2 separate regions of the Mus musculus genome follow, and region 1 is linked to region 2. The links are chromatin contacts, called in public Hi-C maps. All regions are on one chromosome and are shown on one strand. The core of a region is the stretch at or near the end of the contact, and the rest is flanking DNA. Distances in the headings are between cores, read along the strand shown. Region 1 overlaps Gm32533 (a long non-coding RNA gene). Region 2 overlaps Exoc4 (exocyst complex component 4).

What was found. Hi-C and Micro-C count contacts between places; a contact is called where the count stands out from the background.
Region 1: a contact with region 2 is called in a Hi-C map of the N1E-115 cell line, with 3 times the contacts expected there. The contact joins two enhancer-like sites. A contact is called at or near these places in 2 of 484 Hi-C or Micro-C datasets (the N1E-115 cell line and nephron progenitors) and 1 of 9 other capture datasets (embryonic stem cells).

The regions. Positions count from the first base shown.
Region 1 is chr6:34,225,663-34,233,042 of GRCm38.p6, reverse strand. It overlaps Gm32533 (a long non-coding RNA gene), which reads right to left. Exons shown (of 7, transcript XR_377532.4): 7 at 5,967-7,380. Among named protein-coding and RNA genes, the nearest start is that of Gm32533, 32 kb to the right of the region's middle. Within about 2 kb of position 2,447, at least 14 of the 459 cell types and tissues checked have an H3K27ac peak or open chromatin away from gene starts, as enhancers often do. A contact at or near this core is called in the N1E-115 cell line, where this site is marked.
Region 2 is chr6:33,678,620-33,685,475 of GRCm38.p6, reverse strand. The region is part of intron 10 of Exoc4 (exocyst complex component 4); the gene reads right to left. Among named protein-coding and RNA genes, the nearest start is that of Gm38785, 240 kb to the right of the region's middle. Within about 2 kb of position 3,050, at least 64 of the 459 cell types and tissues checked have an H3K27ac peak or open chromatin away from gene starts, as enhancers often do. A contact at or near this core is called in the N1E-115 cell line, where this site is marked.

The sequences.
Region 1 (7,380 bases), core at 1,198-3,697, 550 kb before region 2:
GCTCTAACACAGCATGGAAAGGAGGTTTGGGGGGCCTCTCTGCCCTTGTAAGAAGCCTGAGAAGGGACTAAAACAAATTCTCCATGCCAACAGCCTGGGTGGCACATGGCAGTGGGAGTGCGCACAGAGCTTGTGTGTGCTGTCATCACTTTGTATATGAATGCGCCATCCTAGCTCCATGTAATTGGAGCATCAGGAAGTTCAGCAAGATGGAGGTGAGCGCTGAGGGATTTTAGATGGGGCATTTATTTGTATTCTGGTTGGTTAAAGTTGATGGATTTTGAGATCACACTTGACTGAAAATGGGTGTTCCAGAAAGACACTCTGTGCTATGAAAAGAGGCAGTTTCCCTTGGTGCCAGCATGGCTGTGGGGCAAGACTACACGGAGGCACTTTTTAGGTGTGTGAACCCTGGTCTTTTACTCAATAATTGTTCATTAAGAACATCTCTTTAACACCCTTCACATACACACACTCCCTCCTCTCTGTCCTTGGCCTCTTTATCGCCAGCACTCTCTAAGTGGTACAGGCCAAAATTACAGCCATCCATAGCTGATCTCATTTAGATGCCAGGAGAAACCCAACAGTAAGTGAGCAGACACCGATTTGGAACTGGAGAGCATGAGACATTGATCCAGGTAACAGGAAACTCCCACTCCCCTGTGGTGTGCCAGGCTGATTCTAGTTAGTCGTGACTTAGAACAATAGTTCTCAACAAAGGCCAGGTTCACATCCCAAGACACATTTGGCAATGTCTGGAGACATTTTTGATTGTTCAGATAGGAAAGTCTGTTATTGACGGCTGGTGACAGGAAGAGATATCCAGTCCTTAGTGCCTAGAGTGCCACAGTTGATGGGCTCCACCTTAGAGGGCAACAGTCATACACCGGGACTAAAGCGCACGCATGTGTGTGTGTGTGTGTGTGTGTGTGTGTGTGTGTGTGTGTGTGTGTGTGTTGTGAGGGTGTAGAGGAATTTCTAACTTGTATTCAGCTGATAGGAATGGTCAGTGGTGTCGCCTTTGTGGAAAAGAGTAAGTAGACTCCTTAAAGAATCACAGAGAATTAGCAGAGTTACCAGCTGATCCAGCAATCTGGCTTCTACCCAAAGGAACAGCAAGCCAGGGCTCCAACAGATATTGATAGATTCTGCTTATAGCAGCACTATTCACCTTGAGCCAGAAGGAGGGAGTACCTTACATAGATATTAATACATATCATGCGTGTGTGTGTGTGTGTGTGTGTGTGTGTGTGCATGTATGAAATGTGTGTGCTTATGTGTATGATGCACACATATGTGTATGTAAATGATATGTGCATGCATGTGTGTGTGTGTATATCTGTGTGTGAGAGAGGCAGGCATGCCCATGTCATGGCACATGTGTGGAAGTACAGGAATAGCTCTGCTTGCTGAGACAAGGTCTCTTACTTCTGCTGTGTGGCATATCCCAGGCTGGCTGGCGATGGTCCTGTCTCCACTGCCTGTCTCACTGCAGGACTACTGAGGTCATAAATGTGTGCCACTGTGTCTGGGTTTGCTATACAGGTGCCATGGATTAAATTCAGGTCCTCAGGCTTGTGTAACAAGCACGTTTACCCACTGAACCATCTTGTCTGTGTTCTGACCATGGTATTTACCTTAAACAGAACGTCTCCGAGCCCTCACCTCTATTGAATTTCCTATTTCTTCCATCTTAATGACTCCTATTATTTAATCATGTTGATCATGTTGAATATAAAGGCCAGCCTTCTTGAAAACCTGCTTTGTTTGAAAGTGTTTTTTTTTATTCCAAAGCATTCCACCAGGTGGCAGTGGCGCACTGAGTGCGACATGCTAGAAGCCAAAAGACCATTTCTTCCTGTAGTGACCTTAATATCACCATCACCATTTTATGGATGCGAGGAATGACTCCCAGAGATTAAATTACCACCCACCTCACTTCCGTGCCACAGCATTCGGAACGAGCAGAGCTAGAGTTATGAACCTAGGTTTGGCTGTTTAAGAGGCCACATTGTTTGTTGGGCTTTACTGTTGGCAGAGAGCCTAAAGAGACCCATTACTAGACGCCTCCTTTTCTTCCAGTCGACTGTGCCACACTGCTTACCCTACGTGTAAGGCTCTGACTTTTTCTGTCCGTCTAACTCACCCGGTTGCTGGACTGCAAACTTCTACACTCGATTCACTTCCGTGCTCTAGGATCAGTGGGTCTTAGTGAAGGGGCTGGATGTGTTTTGATGGCTTGGCCACATGAACACCCCCAATGCCTAGGTGTCAGATGAATGTTAGTCACTGCCAGGAAGTTCAGTGAGGAGAAACTGTGTTGTGAAGGGAAGCTGCCAGGGAGACTTCAAGTCTCACAGAGCCTCCAGCGACCCTTGGACACCCACAACTTTCTCAGGCACTTAGGCACATTTACCTGAGAAAGTAAAAGGTCCTTGGGAGAGGAGTGGACTTCAAAGGGGAGAGAGATGGAAGGTGTGTGGGGCCAAGGAGGTGTTAGAGGAAGACAATGAGGTGAGGGAGCAGGAGGAGAGAACAGGGGGATGCTTTGCAAAACAAAGGACAGCTCAAAGGAGGGGTTTGCATCTGTTACAGAAAAGGTACACAATATGGAGAACCATGGAGGAGACAGGAAGAAAGAGGAGGCAGGGCTAGGAAAATGTCAGATTCCAACTGGACCCAGAGCAGGAGGAACTTAACTGAGTCCATGTCCTGCTTTCGGGCCAGAGCCTCCTGGATTCTGAGTTCTGAATGTTGCTCTTGCAACCAATTCCCTGCTAGAGATGGCTCCAAATGAGCAGCACTCCTTGCTTGATTCCCCATCCTCAGAGCTGGGTCTCCAGGCTGATGAGAGGTGTCAAGATGGGGGGATAGGATGTTTCGTTGCACATCTGGATATTAACAAATGGAGCCAAAAGCCACAGTCTAAGTAGAACACAGACATCCAGGGAATGAAGAGGGGGACTCACAGGCCCCCAAAGTGAAAGGAAGGGGGAACAGAAGAAGGACGGACTGTACAGTAGAGGGAGCAGAATCCAAGCTAAGGGACACGGGAGCAGGGGAGTGCTGAGTAAGGAGGGCCCGGCTCAGCAGGGGCTGGAATCTCCTTTTCAGTATGGCTTACTGTTTCAGGGATCCAGCTAGGTGCAAAGGGCAAGGGAGCTAGGCTGTGTGGTGGAAAGCGAGCTGCAGGAGATCAGCTCTGATAGTAGTAGCCTCCAGTTCTGGAAGGAGTGCCCAGAGTGCAGGCACCCCAGTGACCCCAACTCCCAACTCCTGGTGTATGGATTAATCACCTTTCTCATTCTCGTGATCAAAGAGAGCAGCTTATGGAAGGGCAGGCTAATTCAGGCTCATAGTTTGAGGGTCGAGTCCCTCCTGGAGGAAGAGTCATTGGGCTGAGGGGCCGGAGGCAGCCAGTCACACTGCATCCAGAGTCAGGAAGCAGGAAGAGAGGCTTGCCTGATCTCAGTTTGCTTTTGCTTTTTATAACGTTCCCGGGCCCCACCCAGGCAATGGTGCTGCCGCATTCAGGTTGAACTTTCTCCGTTATTTTCACCGAGCTAAATCCTTTACAGACATGCGCAGAGGTTTGTCTCCTAGGTGACCCTAGATCCTTTCGACTTAACGGTCAATACAAACTGTCACCATGTGCCTTCCTTATCAGTGGTCCAGGCTGATGACCCTCATCAGTCCCTGTGAGCTTGGGAAGGGACATAAAAGAGTTCCTGATTGTTCTAGAGGTCCCGCTTGGCACTTACCTGGACTTGATGTGTCCACACAGAGTAAGCCTGATTTTAAAAATAGAAATAAGAAACAGCCTATTCTAAGCCTGGGAACACCCTAGAAGAGGTGTTTTAATAAGGAGAGACAAGAGCTGACATGCTTAGTAAATATGCTGGTGAGAGGATCCAGTGGGCAGGCTGTGGGAGAGAGAAATCTTTCCTATGTATTCCTTTCTCTCTTTTGGATATTTTTGAGACAGGGTCTACCTATATAAACAAAGATGGCCTTGACCTTGTGGTTCTCCTGCTTCGCCATTCCGAGTGCTGAGATTACAAGTGTAGCTAGCACCCGGCTCTGGCTTAATGGCATTCTTAGTTTGGGGAATGATCTAGGCTAGAGGTCTTCTCAGCTTAGGGGGTCCACTCTGCAAGGTTTTCTCAACCATCTCAAAGGATTTAGGCCTGGTCAGGGGTTGGAAGTAAACAGCTCCCAAAGGACTGAAATAGCCTGAGATCATTTTGCAACTTGATGTGCAAACCGCCCATCTCACTACAGCCTCTGTCTTCAACTCAGCCAAAGTCAACCGTTTGCTGAGTCTTCACCCTTTCACGTAGACATGACTTCAGAGATGATCCGCCCCACGGATGCTGATGGAGACTATTTGTACCTCCTTGTGGAGAAACTGAGTCCCATGGCTGGAGGAAGAGGGTGTGATGGAGTCCAGCGGCTCTGGGCAGCCTCTCTGGGACACTGCTCGGGGATGTCTGGACAAGTATTTCAAAGGGCGACAGTGGTACAGGAAGACGACATGGCAGGCCCTTGGGTCAGGAAGCCAAAAAGCAGGCAGGGGCTGGGTGGGAGAAAACAAATTCACAGTGGCAACAGACCCTGCTCACTCTTGCAAGGTCCCTTCTACACTCTCAGCAATAAAGACTTACCTCGGTGACCCCCAGAACTGAGTATTTGGTCCCCAAGGGTCCTCAGCCTGCTAAAAGCCAAATAAGACCTTTATAAGGGGAAAACACCTCCCTAAGAGTGATCACTGAGAACCTGGACTTTAACTGCCGTAGGTCAGAACTAGAAAAGAGGAAGACAGTGTCCACACTTTGGTCTGCATATGTATCAAAAGATGGCCTAGTCGGTCATCACTGCAAAGAGAGGACCATTGGACTTGCAAACTTTATATGCCCCAGTACAGGGGAACACCAGGGCCAAAAAGTGGGAGTGGGTGGGTAGGGGATTGGGGGGGTGGGTATGGGGGACCTTTGGGATAGCATTGAAAATGTAAACGAGGAAAATACCTAATTTAAAAAAAAAAAAAGAAGAAGAAGAAAGGAGGAAGACAGACCCATTCAGGGGAGACTGTGATTGGTGTGGAGCTCTAGAGTCAGTGTCTGGCTGGGTACGCCCTTTGCTTGTCCCTAACAGTTGTTACCCTGATTCCTACGTGGAGGCTCATCGCAGAATCACGGAGGTTCTGGAGCGAAGCTTTCCAGTCCTGAGAAGATGGAGGCCCTACCCCCAGGCTACAGAACCGACTTTCAAGTTTGAGTGGGTCAAGTTAAACCTGAATAGTTCACCTTTCTTTTCTCACGAGGAAGTGTTTGTAGACAGATCCAAATAGTGAAAGATAAGGCCAACCTGGGTAGCTCATTGTTTATTCTGTGATTATTCACTTCTTGCTGTTTAGGGTGTTAAAATGTCCCTTATGGGGATGCTTGTGAGAGATAAATTAATACTTTTAATGTGCGCCTACTTGGAAAGTTTTTTTTTTTTTAGTTGACAACCCTATGTTAGCCCTCAAAATATGGTTCCTATATTGGGAACTTCCCTGGTGTCTGACTTCTCTAAATCTCAGAGCCAGTGGGCCGTATCACACAGTGTGCACAGCAGCATGAAGAAACAATGAGAAGTGGCCATCTGCCAACCAAGAAGGGGGCCAGAACTGGACCATGCAGGTACCCTGACCTCACACTTACCTGTGGATAAGCCTCCCTGTCTGCGGTGTTTTTTTAGGGCAGTCCTGATGGAAGGCTATAAACACCCGACTGAGAGATGGGGCCAACACAAGGTTAAGGCAGTCTTTCAAGCCTGTCAAGTCTGCCCCAAACTTCTAATATCAACTCCAAGTTAAGAATTTCTCCACGCACCAGCCCCACAGTTGATGGTCCCCCAGGATAACTTATACAATCAGAAAAGCAATGTGTTCTGTTCGACATCGTTATTTTTATAAGAGCAAGATATTGATCAGAGCCAACCAAAGGAAGAGATGGGGAAAACCTGAGGGTCCCAAACGGGAAGCTTCTGTGTCTTCAGGGACCCCTTGCCCTCTTGTCACCAAAGCGTGATATATCCGAGCAGAGCACTGACTGCCATCCAGGAAGCCTAGGCAAGCTTCAAAGCCTTTAGTTTGGGAGTGAACATCAGTGTGGCTGGAGCGTGAGACTCTGGCAAAAGTCTTGCTTCCAGCCAGGGATGCACCCAGGGCATCTGTTCTCCAATGAGCACTGAAGGATGAGGCAAGGCTTACATCATCCAGATTTCTCGAAACTAAACTCGGGGAGCCACTGAGTCAGAGCACAGCCTCTGGTCACTACTGCAGACCAGCAAGATGTCAGGTCACATGTCGTAAGAGTCAAAACAGCTCGGGTGGGAATGTCATCCCTGAGCATGCGGGCACAGGGGCTCTTCCTTAAGGTAAGCAGGCTTTGGCGTATAACTGCCACTTCCATGGATGCAAAGCGTGCTCCACCTTGCTCCACCTGAAAGGGTAGGTATTGCAGAAGCAGCATTCTTACAGCCCAAACTTCTCGGCTCAATATAGCAGCTGAAGTTATTTAAAACTCTTTAAACTCTTGGGAAACAGGGAAACTAAATGCAGTGTTGTTGTTACTTAAGTTTCCACAATCAATGCCTAATAAGCTTTAATGAATCCCTGGACGTGTCACTATGAAGGTGAGAATGGAGCACAGCCCTCCCTGGAACTATTCCTGGCAGAGTGTGAAAGCTGTCTGGCACCTATTGGCATGTACAAGCTAAGTGGGCCACAGGAAGCCGCGTGCCAATGTCCACCATCGGGCACTGGGCGTTAGGTGTCCAACATAAATCCAAAAGCCTCGGTCTGTCACGCTGACTTTACACAGCTGCTATGTGGGACACTTCTATTAGCTTCAATGGCAATATCAACTTGCCACTTTAATGCGGGAAAAGAGCAGAGCCATGTAGTAACTTCACTTCCCAGTGTAAATATTATACAGCTGGTGACAATAAACTGGAAAAAAAAATCAATAATATTTTTTATGAAGCAGATCGTATCAAGGTAACGACTGCTTAGACAGTCCTGGAAAGTACAGGGTCTCTGTTCTCTTCTTTGCCATGGCACCATGTTCTTCTCTTAATGGCTTCTCCAGTCTCCTCCGTGCACTTGAATCCAAGAGATCATTATCTGGCAGAATTAGTTTGTCTTCAACGCCCCACTATATAACAGAAATTCTCAGGGCAAACTGCTCTAAAGAAAGTAAAGGAAAACTGTTGTCTGCCTGAGGAGTCACCTCAGATTCTCAAGTTGTGGATATGGTGTCACCATGTGTCACCTTATAGGTTGGGGGTCACCATCACAAGATTCTTTTAATAATAATAAATAATTATCCATGC
Region 2 (6,856 bases), core at 1,801-4,300:
CTGACAGACAGATAATGGAGTCTTTGATGAGATACTTTGTTGCTTAGTAAGCTGAAAACATACTAGAATGGAATGTGGAGTTGGGAAAATTGATGCTGAATGAATCACTAAAGGCACTTTTAGATTCATTAGCCAGGCTACACTTTTTGGAATAAAGTGCCAGAATAATACATTATTACTTACTATGATGCTTGAAGGGAAAATTTAACTCAAAAATATCTAAAGCTTTCCATGTACCTTGGAACTTAGAATTCCTATAACCAAGAGAGAGGGCCTTTCATATGCTAAACTACTGAGAAATTAACCTACCCACTTTACTAAATGGATTAAATACACACACACACACACACACACACACACACAAACCATACAACACAAAACCACATTATGTGTTAGGTCACATCAAGCAAATATATAATGTAAGGAGCCCTTCTTGTTTGATGCCTGACCTTGAACTAAATGCAGTAGTTTGCCTTCAATAAGGCCAAAAGGTGCTTACAAAACAGCACTCCCCATTCCATCTATTTTGCTAACATCACTGGAAGACATAAAAAAGAAAGAAGTAAACATTTATTTTTCAGCAAATACTTACTAAAAGGATATACAATGCTATTAGACAACATAAGGCCTTTCACATAAAAATGTGCTCCATACAAGAGACCACCAAAAACAATGTAAGCAGACTAGTAAAATATTGTACATTGTGGTAAGTACCTCATATGAAGAAAAGACAGCAAGAAGATAGAATGGTTCTAAAACAAACCACAATATTATAGACACACTATTCAGGGCATTTAAGACATTTGAACTGTTTGTATACCCACAATCACATGTCACTGTATACATCTTTGTTTCGCATAAAGCTCTCATTCATATTTCTGCATCATTATATATGCCTCATAGAAATACATTTATTAATGCCTCTTAACTAACAAACAGTAAATTTGCATAACTCACTGACAGCAACAGAGGTCATTTAAAGGCATAGCTGAAATGTTTTAAGTTAGAAAGAAATGCAGCAGACCTGCAAGTCAAATCAGGCAGTTAAACCTGAGTCACAGTTACTACTATCTATTTACATCACCAGAAGGGTGGCATACTATTGTACTGCAGTTATTTTGTATTCAGTACCCAAACTTTTATAGAAAATTAAAGACAAAGAATATGGAGGTATGACGGAAACAATAAATACAAGAGGAAAAGGGAGGGGGTGTTGTTGAACCTTCTTTGAAATAAAATGACAGGAGAGAAAAATAACTTTCCATTATTTTCCGTAGAAGTCAGGAAGACAGCTCACAGGTAAAAGCAATCGTTACATATGCCTGAGTTCCATTTCATGAAAAGCCACATGTTGTGGCTCACATATGTAATCCTAACCCCCATACTGGAGATGAATGGTTGAGGCAGAGATGTCTAGAGACCCACAGGCCAGGAATTCACAGCACAGACAGACTCTGTACTATTGAGGTACAAAATGAAAGCCAACTTTCAAAAGTTTTCTTCTCATTATGTACCCTCACAACCAAAAAAAAAAAAATTACAAAGATAAATTTTCCTCAGAGCTAGGCATGAAGGCACACACACACCTGCAGTAAGGAGGCTGAAGCAGGAGGATTGTAAGTTACAGATCTAACATAGGAAGACTGTTTAAAAACCACAGTAGTTACCACACACCCCAAAAGTGATCATAGCGAGGCCAGAGAAGGGCAGGAGAGTCTAAGTGCTGTGACGGGGACTCCCCTGAGGGATGGAAAGGACCAGGAGGTGGAGCCAAGGAAGCTGAGGAAGGTGATCAAAGCTGTTTGGTTTGTAATTTCTCCACCTCAACCGAAGGCTGTAGGGGAAGCAGGAGTCTTCTACAGAGCCCTGGTACAATTCTAAACAAATGTCAAACTCATGTCATGCATCATAACATAGTCCCCTTGCTACAAGTTCTCCAGGTGACAGAGTCACAGACACAAGCTCAGGTAGGAGAGGAGTGACAGAGGGGAATCAGTGCAACAGCTCTTGGCAAGCAAGCCTGGCTCTCTAGGCCTCTGCTCCCCTTGCCACACCATAGCATCCCTATCCACAATAACATGTGAATTACCTGCCTCAAGAGCAGTTTGACACATCAATCCCTACACCTTAAGAAAAAGTCTAAGTTAACGAGATGATGTAAATCAGACTGCCCTGGACCCAAACACAGGTATTATCACTCACTTCTGATCAACAAACATGGAGGGAGGGAGGAAGGAAGGGGCACGTGGGGAAGGTGATAAGAGTTCTATCTTTTTTTTTTGTCTTTTGCCAGTGGGCTCTTCTATGCTTTAGACATAGCAGGTGCACAATAAATACTTCCATATCATATTCTTTTCATCTCAATATTTCCTGTGTATTTACCAAGATCGAATTCTCTTTTACATTTTTTTCCTGAAAGAAATATGCATGTGGCAGATGTTTAACAGCTATATATCAACAGTGAATGAAATGATGTAAGTACATAATTTGGTTATAAAGTTTATAAAGTGCTTTAAGCTGACAGAAATCATGCATATGTAGACTGTAAATGGACATAAAACATAAAATATCTCTGTAACAAAACTATCCTTTTTTTTTCCCCTTCTTGATTCATCACTCTCAGAGGAGGGGCTCCCTTGGTATTTCCTCCTCTATAAGGTAGTTGGCACCGTACCATGCAACAAGAAGACGAAGGGTGTCTCTGTTTAGAGGACACAAATGCCCAGGCAGGTCAAAATGGAGACTTGACTTCCTGTCCTAGGAAATACAGTTCACCCAAATGTGTTCATAAGTGGGCTGCCATCCATGACAACTGTACCCAGAGACCAATGCTCAACAGCGGCACACAACGGCTAGCAACTAGGAGATTTTGATTTAGTTCATAGTTTTGTAAAAGGTAGAATGAAATTTCCAGAGTGATCGGGATGCTGCTTTCTGGGGGAAGTCTCCCTCTTGCCTTCCCCTGGAGCTTGGGTATAGGACGTGTCATGGTGCTTCTGAGTGGGCTCCTGCTAGTGGTGCAGAAGCTGGTGACAGAAACAGGTAGGGACAATGGCACAGCTGCTAATGGGGACATTTAAATCAGCTCCTATTCTTCCCCTGCCATCATGCAAAGCCCCTTTACTGCTCTAAAACAAATACAGCTTAATTCTATTTCCTGCCTGCCTTTGTATAATTTTGACATGTCCTCAGTCAAACACGACCCAGTCCTTCAATCAGGCCCTATTTTTCTAGAGATGAGGAAACAAGAGGAAGCGAAAGCAATTATTGAAAACTCATAAGCAGCAGCTTTAGCCTAATTACCTTGACTTTCCTTTTTAATTTTTCTATCGATTGTCTCCTGCTAATATGTGAGTATTGACTGAGCTGGTGGAGCCTGGAGCAGCCACGATAAGAGCAGATGCCACGGGGAAGCAGGATGTAATTAGGAGGCCCTGCACTCCGCTTTGGAATCACACATGCACAGGCAAGGCTCTGGTTGGTCCCTCTTAAGCAGGGAAGCAGCTTCCTTCAGCATGGCTGCTGTCTGCTGTGTCTTTGCCACCAGAGGGCAGCTGGGAAAAGGAAAAACTACTCCATGTTCTTTGTCCCTCTTTTGAGTTTAAAATAATGTGTTTCTCATATTTCTCCACACATTATCTACCAAAACTCCCTGGTCTATATAACTCCAAGAAGATGAGGTGGCACTGTTTTGAGTGGCAAAAAGTATCCCCCCCCCTTTTTTTTTTCAAATGCTACTGGATCAAGCCTCATCTTAAACAACCAAGTAACCCTGGGTGGTTTATCTGAATATTCATGTACCATTGACAACCGCTCACAACTCTGGGCTTTTTTTTTGCTTGGAGAAAAACAAAAGTTTCTTAACAAAAGTTTCTTGCTTTAGTGTATACAATTTGTTTTTAAATTATATCTGTAAGGTAGTGTAAACATGTTTTAAAATATATCTAAGTTTTCTCTAGCAGTAATAATACTTTGTCATCTTAAATTGCTATCACAGTATGTGTGGCTCACTATGAGAAAACACAGTTTAATAAAGCTGTATGCTAGGTTTTATAGGGATCAAGATGACCCCAGTGAACCAAGGTGTCATGTTTGGTCCTGTTTTATTTTATCTTCTTTAGAAACCCTGGGAAGCAACCAAGTAGTAACAATTAGCAATGCTTAATGGACTTTGAATACAGCTGCGAAAACTGTTAATTAAGCAAAATGTAAGCATGGGTGAAACTCTATAGGAATGGAAAGAAAAATATGAATGAAAAAACGCTAGGCAGAAACATGAAGAAAAGTGGAAGGCTAAAGACAGACACAGCATAGACAGAGCTGGGAAATGAGAGTCTTGAAATGTTAACACAGCCACAGGAATGACACAGGAATGACCAAGGTGCATCCATTATGAAGTGACAGTTATACACACAGTATGGACATTTAGTAAATAATAAACTCATTTATATTAAAATAACCTCACGATACCTGAGGGAATCAATGTAGTCCCCAAGTCACAGGCATAAGGATATCACCCATCAGATCAGCAATCACAATTCACTAGACGGTACTGAGAAACAAACTCAGCCTACAGTGTGAATAACTGATTAGAACTGCATCAAATAATGCCATAGGTGTTCATGATACAGATTTCAAATTGGATTTATTGAAATGATGTTTGAAGTAGCTGGCATAATACTTAAGGTTCAAAAGCTGGAGAACATCCTAGGACTTTACATGACTAGATCTGGAAGTATAATATTGTGCTCTGCACAAGACTTGATTAGCATATTAGTGTTCCTTCTAAGTAGTCCAGGAAACTATTCTAGGATGGCACAATGTCCCAGATGGCGGATGCAAAGGCAGGTATAATTTGGGCTTTCTTTTTTTTTTAAGGATTTATTTATTTATTATATGTAAGTACACTGTTGCTGTCTTCAGACACTCCAGAGAGGGCGTCAGATCTCATTACAGATGGTTGTGAGCCACCATGTGGTTGCTGGGATTTGAACTCAGGACCTTAGGAAGAGCAGTCAGTGCTCTTAACCGCTGAGCCATCTCTCCAGTCCATTGGGCTTTCTTTTTACAAAGGTCTAATGTAGAAAAACAAGTCACTATGATAGGATGTGATATGAACCACAATTATATAAGAACAAAATGTAGAGACAGCTAAAGAAAGAAAGTCATGTTGGATGTGTCTTAATGAATAATTGAAAAGGCTGCCAGGAGAGAAGGAAAGTTGTAGCAGTGAGTACAGAGCCTGGGAAGTTTAGGTTCACTGAGTCCTCACAAAGGGAAAGAGAGAGACGAGCCAGTGCTGATAAGAGTAGACCTGTCATGGTTCCCAGTTGGGTAGGACTATTGATTGCTTTCTTGCCTTGGCAGCTTACATAGCACCTTCTGGTACTATGAGAGTCAGTCCTTAGGAGGCAGGACTGTAGGTCAGTTCCAGCTCTATCTTTACCTGCCTATATCCCTAGTCTGTGGTATCTACAGCAATAAGGACTTACTTAAGTCTTTAAGTCTTTAAGTCTTGGGAGACAACCAAGGGTGATGGCAATAGTCTGTATTAATGGGGTTTCACTTGAACTTTGTCGACCAACAACTGGCACTCACATTTTTCTTAGAGAGTCTATGGCTCTTGAGGGAGCATTATCACTCTGTATGGTATGACTTCATTAAAAAATGCATGTTGTGTTTACTAACTTTTAAGTAAACTTATAAATGTTTCCCTATGTGTTTTTCAAACACACCTTAAATATTATCTATTCTTCCTTTCTCACTCTCTATTGCTCCCCTCTCCTACTCCAGTTAGGAGTAGCACTCTCATCATTGTTCCCATTTCTTCCCTTATAGCAAGGGGAAGATTGCCCCAATGGTTTAATAGTGGTACAGCTATCTTGAAAGTAACCAACAGCTGTCTGATTGGACTTAAAGCCTAATCAAGAGGAGTAAATTCTAAATCCTGGTAATATAAACTTAACCAACCACCCATGGTTGGAGAGGTCAAAAAACCCTAGAGAAGAATCTACTATAGCCACTGTCCTAAATCAATAAAATGTACAATTGTATTCTAAATACTTAAAACAACAGGTGAGTGTTGTTTTCACCAAAGAAGCTTCTTTTTGCAGCATGTGCAAGCACTTGGTCAAAATGCAGAAAATAAGTGGCTGTGAAGATAGGGTGTCCAGGTCTAACTGATATATTTGCATTGCAACCCCCACACCTATGACTCAGGGAACATTACAGAATACAGGGCAGACAGATTGTAAGGACCAGAGGCCCATGACACCTGCTCCTACATAGTGTCATCTAGATATGATGGAGGAGCTATACCCACGAAATCTCAACAATATGGTTACCTAAATAAGACTTGAATAAGGCCACCTCTAGGTGACAACAAGCCAACGACGATTTCGCAGGGTCAAGCCCCTAAATGTAGAGTTACAGGCAACAGCTGGCTGCTAAGGCAGTGAAAATCAGTCTTCCTCAGGGATAAGACCCCACAGGTTATCTAATCCCAAGTGCTCAGCCCTAAACACATGCACAGCCAAGCAAGCCTGAACTTGAGAGGGAGTTAAAGGTCATGCAAGGATTTGAAGGGGTCAGAGGGAAGGGTGGAAATGGTGTAAATACAGCACGCATCTATGAAATTCTCAAAAATAGAAAAGTAGAACGGGATAGACTTGTGTTCTGAAAGACAAGGGGCTGATGGGTATGTGTGTGGGGAAATACCAGAATAATTTAGGGTAAAGAAATGAAATACAAAGTAGAAAGCTATCTTCCAAAAATAAAAATATAACAAACTTATTGACTTTCTAGTTGTAGTGCCATGGGAAGAGGTTTGAGTTTTTGTCAAATGACTTGGTTCAAG